Linked DNA regions of Gossypium hirsutum: region 2 is linked to region 1. A link is a contact called in public Hi-C data. All regions are on one chromosome and are shown on one strand. The core of a region is the stretch at or near the end of the contact, and the rest is flanking DNA. Distances in the headings are between cores, read along the strand shown.

Region 1 (3,465 bases), core at 422-2,921:
CTTATATCGGACGGAAAGGTGAATCAACTCAAAATATTATGGCAGGTTGTAACTTCAATATGTGCTTTATTTTTGCATTTCTTGGTTGGGAAGGAACAACACATGACACTAGAATTTTTCTACAAGCACTTAGAAAGCAAGAGTTAAAAAATTTCCACCCTCCATCGGGTTCAAGTTTAATTTTTTTAATTAATCTTTACATAAAATAATATTAAAATTTTTAATTTATTTTTAAACTTAATATTATGTTTTACTTTTTTGTAGGAAGATATTATCTTGTAGATTCAGGATATCCACAAATGGCAGGTTTTCTAGATCCATATACGGGGAACGATATAATTTATATGATTTTCGTCGAGTATTTAGAAAAAGAAAAGAAATCTTTAATCATGCTCATTCTTCATTATGCTCTATGATTGAACAAACATTTGGAGTGTGGAAAAAAACGGCCAATATTAATAGATATTCCAAGTTATTCAATCAAGAAGCAAGTTTAATAGTTATTGCAACAATGGTTTTGTATAATTGCATTCAAAGACGTGCTTGGTCAAATGATGAGAATTTTTGGCAATTTGAGAATATATTTGACATGTTGTCTCTTCAGGCCATTTTGATCGAGGTGAATCGAGTTCTTCTAATAGTGAAGGTGACCTTAAAATCGTGACGTTAAGGGAAACCATTGTAACTGGTTTAATGAATTCGTCTTTATAAATACATTTTGTATCGTAACCGAATTTCTAATATTAATGAAACTTGTTATGTCTTATGTTATTATATTCTTTTTGTATTAAAAATCATCCGATCAGATATTTTAAAATTTAATCCAAGTATAATATTATTATTTGTGAAAATAATATTTATCATTGTTATAAAAAAATTACTAACTATAAAAATAATTTAAAAAATTATCATTTTATCTAATTAATAATTTAAATTGATTATATAATTCATTAAAATATTTATAATAAAATATTAGAAGATACATTTTAATATTTTATTAAATGAATTTATAAATTCACATATTTTTAATAATTTTATAAAAATAAAATAATTTAAAATTTTTTATTATATATAATTTTTAATAAAATATTCTTATAAATTATTTTTTATTCTCATCTTATTGCTATAACTAAGTTTAAATCCAAGCACAGACACAACCATTGTATCGTAACCGAATTTCTAATATTAATGAAACTTGTTATGTCTTATGTTATTATATTCTTTTTGTATTAAAAATCATCCGATCAGATATTTTAAAATTTAATCCAAGTATAATATTATTATTTGTGAAAATAATATTTATCATTGTTATAAAAAAATTACTAACTATAAAAATAATTTAAAAAATTATCATTTTATCTAATTAATAATTTAAATTGATTATATAATTCATTAAAATATTTATAATAAAATATTAGAAGATACATTTTAATATTTTATTAAATGAATTTATAAATTCACATATTTTTAATAATTTTATAAAAATAAAATAATTTAAATTTTTTTTATTATATATAATTTTTAATAAAATATTCTTATAAATTATTTTTTATTCTCATCTTATTGCTATAACTAAGTTTAAATCCAAGCACAGACACAACCATTGTTTCTAATCTCATTAACCAATCTCACCATATGTAAAAATATCGGCCATGTAGCCCATCTAATCTAAGCATAAGTTGTCACCAAACTCCCAGCAGCACAGTGCACGCAATACATTGTAGTTTCTTAACCATGAAAAAGAGAAAGTTCCCACGTGTCAACTCATCGAGTCCGATAGATCTACGAAACCTCTGTAATCCCCGGTGTGAGACTCGCAATTTCCCTTTCCCCAACGCCAAATTCTAAAAGCAGTAAGTGAGCGGACTCAGCGCCTCGCCCCCCCCCCCGAGTCTCCTCGTCTGACTCACCTCAGCGCCACGAATCATCGTAAGATCATCATCTACGATTTTCAACTCATCAAAACGTCAATTTTGATTTTCCTTTTCGCTTAAAATTTCAATCACGTTGACTTCGGGTTTCCAGCGATTTGGAACTTCTTTTTTTTTGTTTGGTTTCTAAAATGAAGTAAAAAACTTATAAATGAAGTAATCAAGCGATTAAGCTTGAAAATTTTCGATACATTTTTTTTATAATTTAAATTTTGGATTTTTTTTAATTACTACTGAGTACTAACAGTGTGGCAAAGGTACGAAACAATGACGTTTTCTCAGCAACCAAACGGAAAATAAATCATTTATGATGCTCAAAACTCTTTTAACTTTATAATTAAAATTAGTAATTTAATCTTTGACAAAGAAATTAGATTAATACAGGTGCAGGAAATTCAGTTTACTTGCTTTGGGTCGTAACAATTTTATATAATCAAGTATTTAATGATCATAATTGCTTTTTGTTTTGTTGCGATCGCCTTTGTGCTTTATAGATTAACGAGGTTCTTGTTTGGTGATTTCTTACTGATAATTTACATAGTATTACTGGATTATTGCATGGATTTTATGGTCCATTTATATGTTCGGATTCATCTGTAGTTTTATTTCTTGGAAATGCATTTTCATACTAGTTTCGGACTTTTAAGTTCAGTATCAATTCCACCTAGCTCGTTGGTCTGCATTGTGATGTATGCTCCGGAACTGTCTCTTTGGGTACCTTCACTCTTAGATGTATATTTATTAGATTCAAACCCAGATCGTCACACACAAAGGAAAGCATTCTACAGAATTTTGGTTGCCAATTGTCACGATTCCACTGAGTCGTAAGTCATTATTCCACTTGTCTCGTTGGTCCGCGATGCATAATCCAGAATTATCTTCTCTGGATATGCATAGGTCTTTCATGGTTTGTGTCTCCGCAGATTCTAACCCACGTCCTCACACGCAAAGGAATGCACTCTGCAGAACTCTGGTTTGTGTCCTCATGACACGATCATCAAGCTGGTTCAGGTCATGACAAAAGTTTTTCCTCTAAAGGAATTAGAATGTGGGGAGTCTCTTACTTTCTTCTTTTTTTGGTAGCAAGGATTTTTTCTAAATTTAAGTGCTCTGTATTTTTCTATTCTTTTGTTGCTGCTCTTATGGAAGGCCATTCTACTTCATTTGTGAAATTTTCTCGTTAATAAGGTCTTGCATTTTACCTATATGATTATAATACCCTATGGTGTGGCTAGTTTGTTATGATTTATTGGTTGCTGCACGAGTTAAGGTTACGTTTTCTTTTTCCAGTGAAAGGATGCTGTAGGCGCTATAGGGGTTAAACTATGCTAGAGGGGAAGCTTGTCACCTTGTCCTGTAAGTAGATAATCCATGGGCTTCTCAGTGCTTCAGAATCATTTGCTCGATTATTGTTTGATGGGAAAGCTGATGAAGGTGATTCTTTTTCATGGACAATATGAAGAACAGCAGTATAGTTTGAGTTGAAGGTATGATTACATGGTTTAGCTTTTTCTCCCTTGTTTGCATTCAGCCT
Region 2 (3,465 bases), core at 484-2,983, 470 kb before region 1:
CCGCATCTTGCCACAACCTAATTTTCATCAATATATTTTGCAAAATAAATAGTAAATAAGTAATTCAGATTAATCAATTTGCTCGCTATGGAAATTGATTAGAAACAAACAATAATTAACAAAAATATTAGGCTGATTTAATTGAATATAAATTTCGATTCCAAGATCCTATATTTTTTTTCCCCTAAATACAATCCAAAATGAAAAACTAAATTCCACAAAATGGCGCATTGAAATTAATAATTGAGAAGAAAAAATGATGACAAAGAAAAAACAACCTAATCTTTTATCAGTGCAAAATAAATAATAAATAACTTATTCAGATTATTCAATTTGTTAGGTACGGAAATGAAACAATAATTAACAAAAATGTTAGGCTGATATAATTGACTATAAATTTAGATTCTACGATCTTTTCTTTTCCCCTATATACAACTCGAAATGAAAAACCTACTTCCACAAACTAGCGCATTGGAATTAACAATTGAGAAACAAAAATGAAGACAAAGAAAAAACAACATAACTTTTTTATCAAATTTCGAAAAATAAATAATAATTCAGATTAATAAATTTATTAGCTACGAAACTTTATTAAAAACAATTATTAACAAAAATGTTAGGCTGATTTAATTGAATATAAATTTAGAATTCTACAATCCTATTTTTCCCCCTAAATACTGTCAGAAATGGAAAACCAAATAAACAATTGAGAAATAAAAATGAAGAAAATGGGGGAAAAAACCCCCTAATTTTCATCAATTTTTCACAAAAATAATAATAATTCAGATTAATCAAAATTTCAGCTATGAAAATTTATTTTAAAAAGGTGAAATTGAATATAAATTTAGAGTCTACGATCCTAACTTTTCCCTAAATACAGTCCGAAATGGAAAACCAAATTCCACGAACAGACGGAGAAATTAACAATTGAGAAAGAAAAATGAAGAAAAAGAAAAAAAAACCTAATGTTCATCAAATTTTCGTAAAATAAAAAATAATTCAGATTAACAAAATTTCCTAGCTAGGGAAATTTATTAAAAAACCAATAATCAACAAAAAAATGTTAAGCTGATTTAATTGAATGTGAGTTTAGATTCTACGATCTTCTTTTTCCCTTTCTAAATACAAACCAAAATGAAAAACAAATTCGACGAAACTTGCGCAATGGATTTGAATATCGAGAAGCAAAAAATAAAAACGAAGAGAAAAAGAATACGAACCGGCCAGCGACATAGAGCCAAGCGATGCAAGAGAAAAAAGCCATCAACAAAGAAGGCTTGGATGTTTGCAGATTCTTAGATCTCCATCGTTTATCTCCTTTAGTGGTCGTAGGTAAACCCTCCATATCACACTCTTAACGCATATAAAGAATCGAAACACAGAATTGATCGCCGGTCTCTGATGATCTCTACTTTTATAGTTCGGATAATTACAATGAACGAGAATGCGAACTCAGTGTAGGGATTCAAATCAAGTATGAAAAAGAAATGACGGATAATCAAAGACTAGAAGAAACAAACGGAAATTTGAAATGAAATTAAAAAGAAAAACGAAGAGAGAGATCTGAGAGCGGTAACTGACGATAGGTGCTATAGGCCAAGCCCACCTAGATTCGGCCTACACCGAACTTGGACAATCCCACCAATTTAATTTTGGTAATTTTTATTAGATCTTGGCAAATTGTACAACGAATTCAGATATTCCCTATTTAATATTTGGAATTTGGATTTTAAAATTATGGATTCGAAGTAGATGTGGATTGGTATTTTACACATTTATTACTTAAATTTGTATTATTAATTTGAATAACAGATGAAAATTCGGATATTTAAATTCACAGCTTATAAATTTGATTATGAATATAAAATATTGGCTTAAGGTGTAAAAACTTTCAAGCTTAAAAAAAAAAGTAATTAAGCTTCTATATTTTTTTTTATTTATTTGGATACCTAAATTTTTAAAATACATAAAAAAAACTTCAAACTTTTAAAAAAAAATAATTAAGCCCCTATTTTTTTTTACACTCAATTGAGTATTTGAACTTTCAAAATGCATCAAAAAGACCCTAAACTTTTTCAAAAAAAAGTAATTAAGCCCTTGGCTTTATTAAAAATTAGAAAAAATTATAAAAAATAAAAAAATAAATTTTAGAAAAGTTATTAAATTTTAATAAAAATATGAAAAATTTAAAATTTATTAAACATTAGAAATTTTTTTATAAAAAATCATAAAAATATAAAAAATTGTAAATTTTTATAAAAATCATAATCAAATTAACAACCCCTAGTTTTTTTATGATTTTTATAAAATTTTATATTTTTATATTTTTATATTTTTAAAATTTAATTTTTTTATTTTTTATAATTTTTTTCTAATTTTTAATAAGAGCATGGGCTTAATTGCTTTTTTGAAAAATTTTGAGGGTCTTCTTGATGTATTTTGAAAGTTCAAGTACCTAATTGAGTGAAAAAAAAAGAAGCAGGAGCTTAATTGCTTTTTTTGAAGAAATTTGAGGGCCTATTTGATGCATTTTGAAAGTTCAAGTGTTTAATTGATGCAAAAGAGAGAGAAAGAGACTTAATTGCATTTTTTGAAAAAAATTGAGGAGTTTTTACACTTTTAAACCTAAAATATTCTGGTCAATTCAAATTCAAACTTTTACAAATTAGGATATCCAAACAAAAAATGAAATTAGTTTTATTTTTGCAAATTTAGCATTCCTAAAGATAATTAAATTTTTTCCAAATTAGTTTTTTTTTATAAATTCAAATATCTGATAGATAATTTATAGATAATATTACTCAAATAATATTATAAATAATAAATAATTTTAAATTTTTAGATAGATTTACGAATTTCGATTTACATAATTTAAAAATTGCAAACATTTAATCTACTGCTATTCTTACACACCCACAATGTGAATGATATAAATAGTTTGTACTAGATCATGACATATTTATCAACCAAATTCCAGTTGATTTATAAATTTAACAAAAACCCGTTACTTTTATAAAACAACAAATATTATTTTAGAAATATTTTTATTTTTTTATATAAAATATAAAAAATACCTACGCATATTAAAATTTAAACTCAAGACATTGTAGTATTTGCTATCTTAATTTTATGGTTTCATTTTTTTCTTGTTCATTAATTAATTTTATTATTTCAACTAAAATCTTAATTAGTTTTTATGTTAATGTTTTTATAAATTCATTATATAATTTTTTTCACTCACATCGTAAATGTACCAGAATTTAGTATATAGAAATCATGTTCATAAATAGATTACTAGAAATCTTATCTCACTCGTATGTGTGTAGAAACCATAAATTTAGAACATAAATGTTTGTTTAAAACTCACATATAATAAATAATGAAATGTATGATTTGTAATTAATTATAATAACACATGAAATATATATGTTATTAAAAGGAAAAAAAATTAGATTAAATTGTTTA

The links. Hi-C and Micro-C count contacts between places; a contact is called where the count stands out from the background.
Region 2: a contact with region 1 is called in a Hi-C map of leaf, with 3 times the contacts expected there. The contact joins the promoter of LOC121230630 here to the promoter of LOC107962920 in region 1. A contact is called at or near these places in 3 of 34 Hi-C or Micro-C datasets (hypocotyl and leaf).

Annotation. Positions count from the first base shown.
Region 1 is chrA06:38,404,975-38,408,439 of Gossypium_hirsutum_v2.1, reverse strand. LOC107962920 (protein FAR1-RELATED SEQUENCE 6) reads left to right here and starts at 1,671. Exons shown (of 3, transcript XM_041115663.1): 1 at 1,671-1,929; 2 at 3,222-3,418.
Region 2 is chrA06:38,870,901-38,874,365 of Gossypium_hirsutum_v2.1, reverse strand. It overlaps LOC121230630 (hydroxyproline O-galactosyltransferase HPGT3), which reads right to left and starts at 1,733. Exons shown (of 12, transcript XM_041115669.1): 1 at 1,221-1,733; 2 at 1-17. The coding sequence starts at 1,345.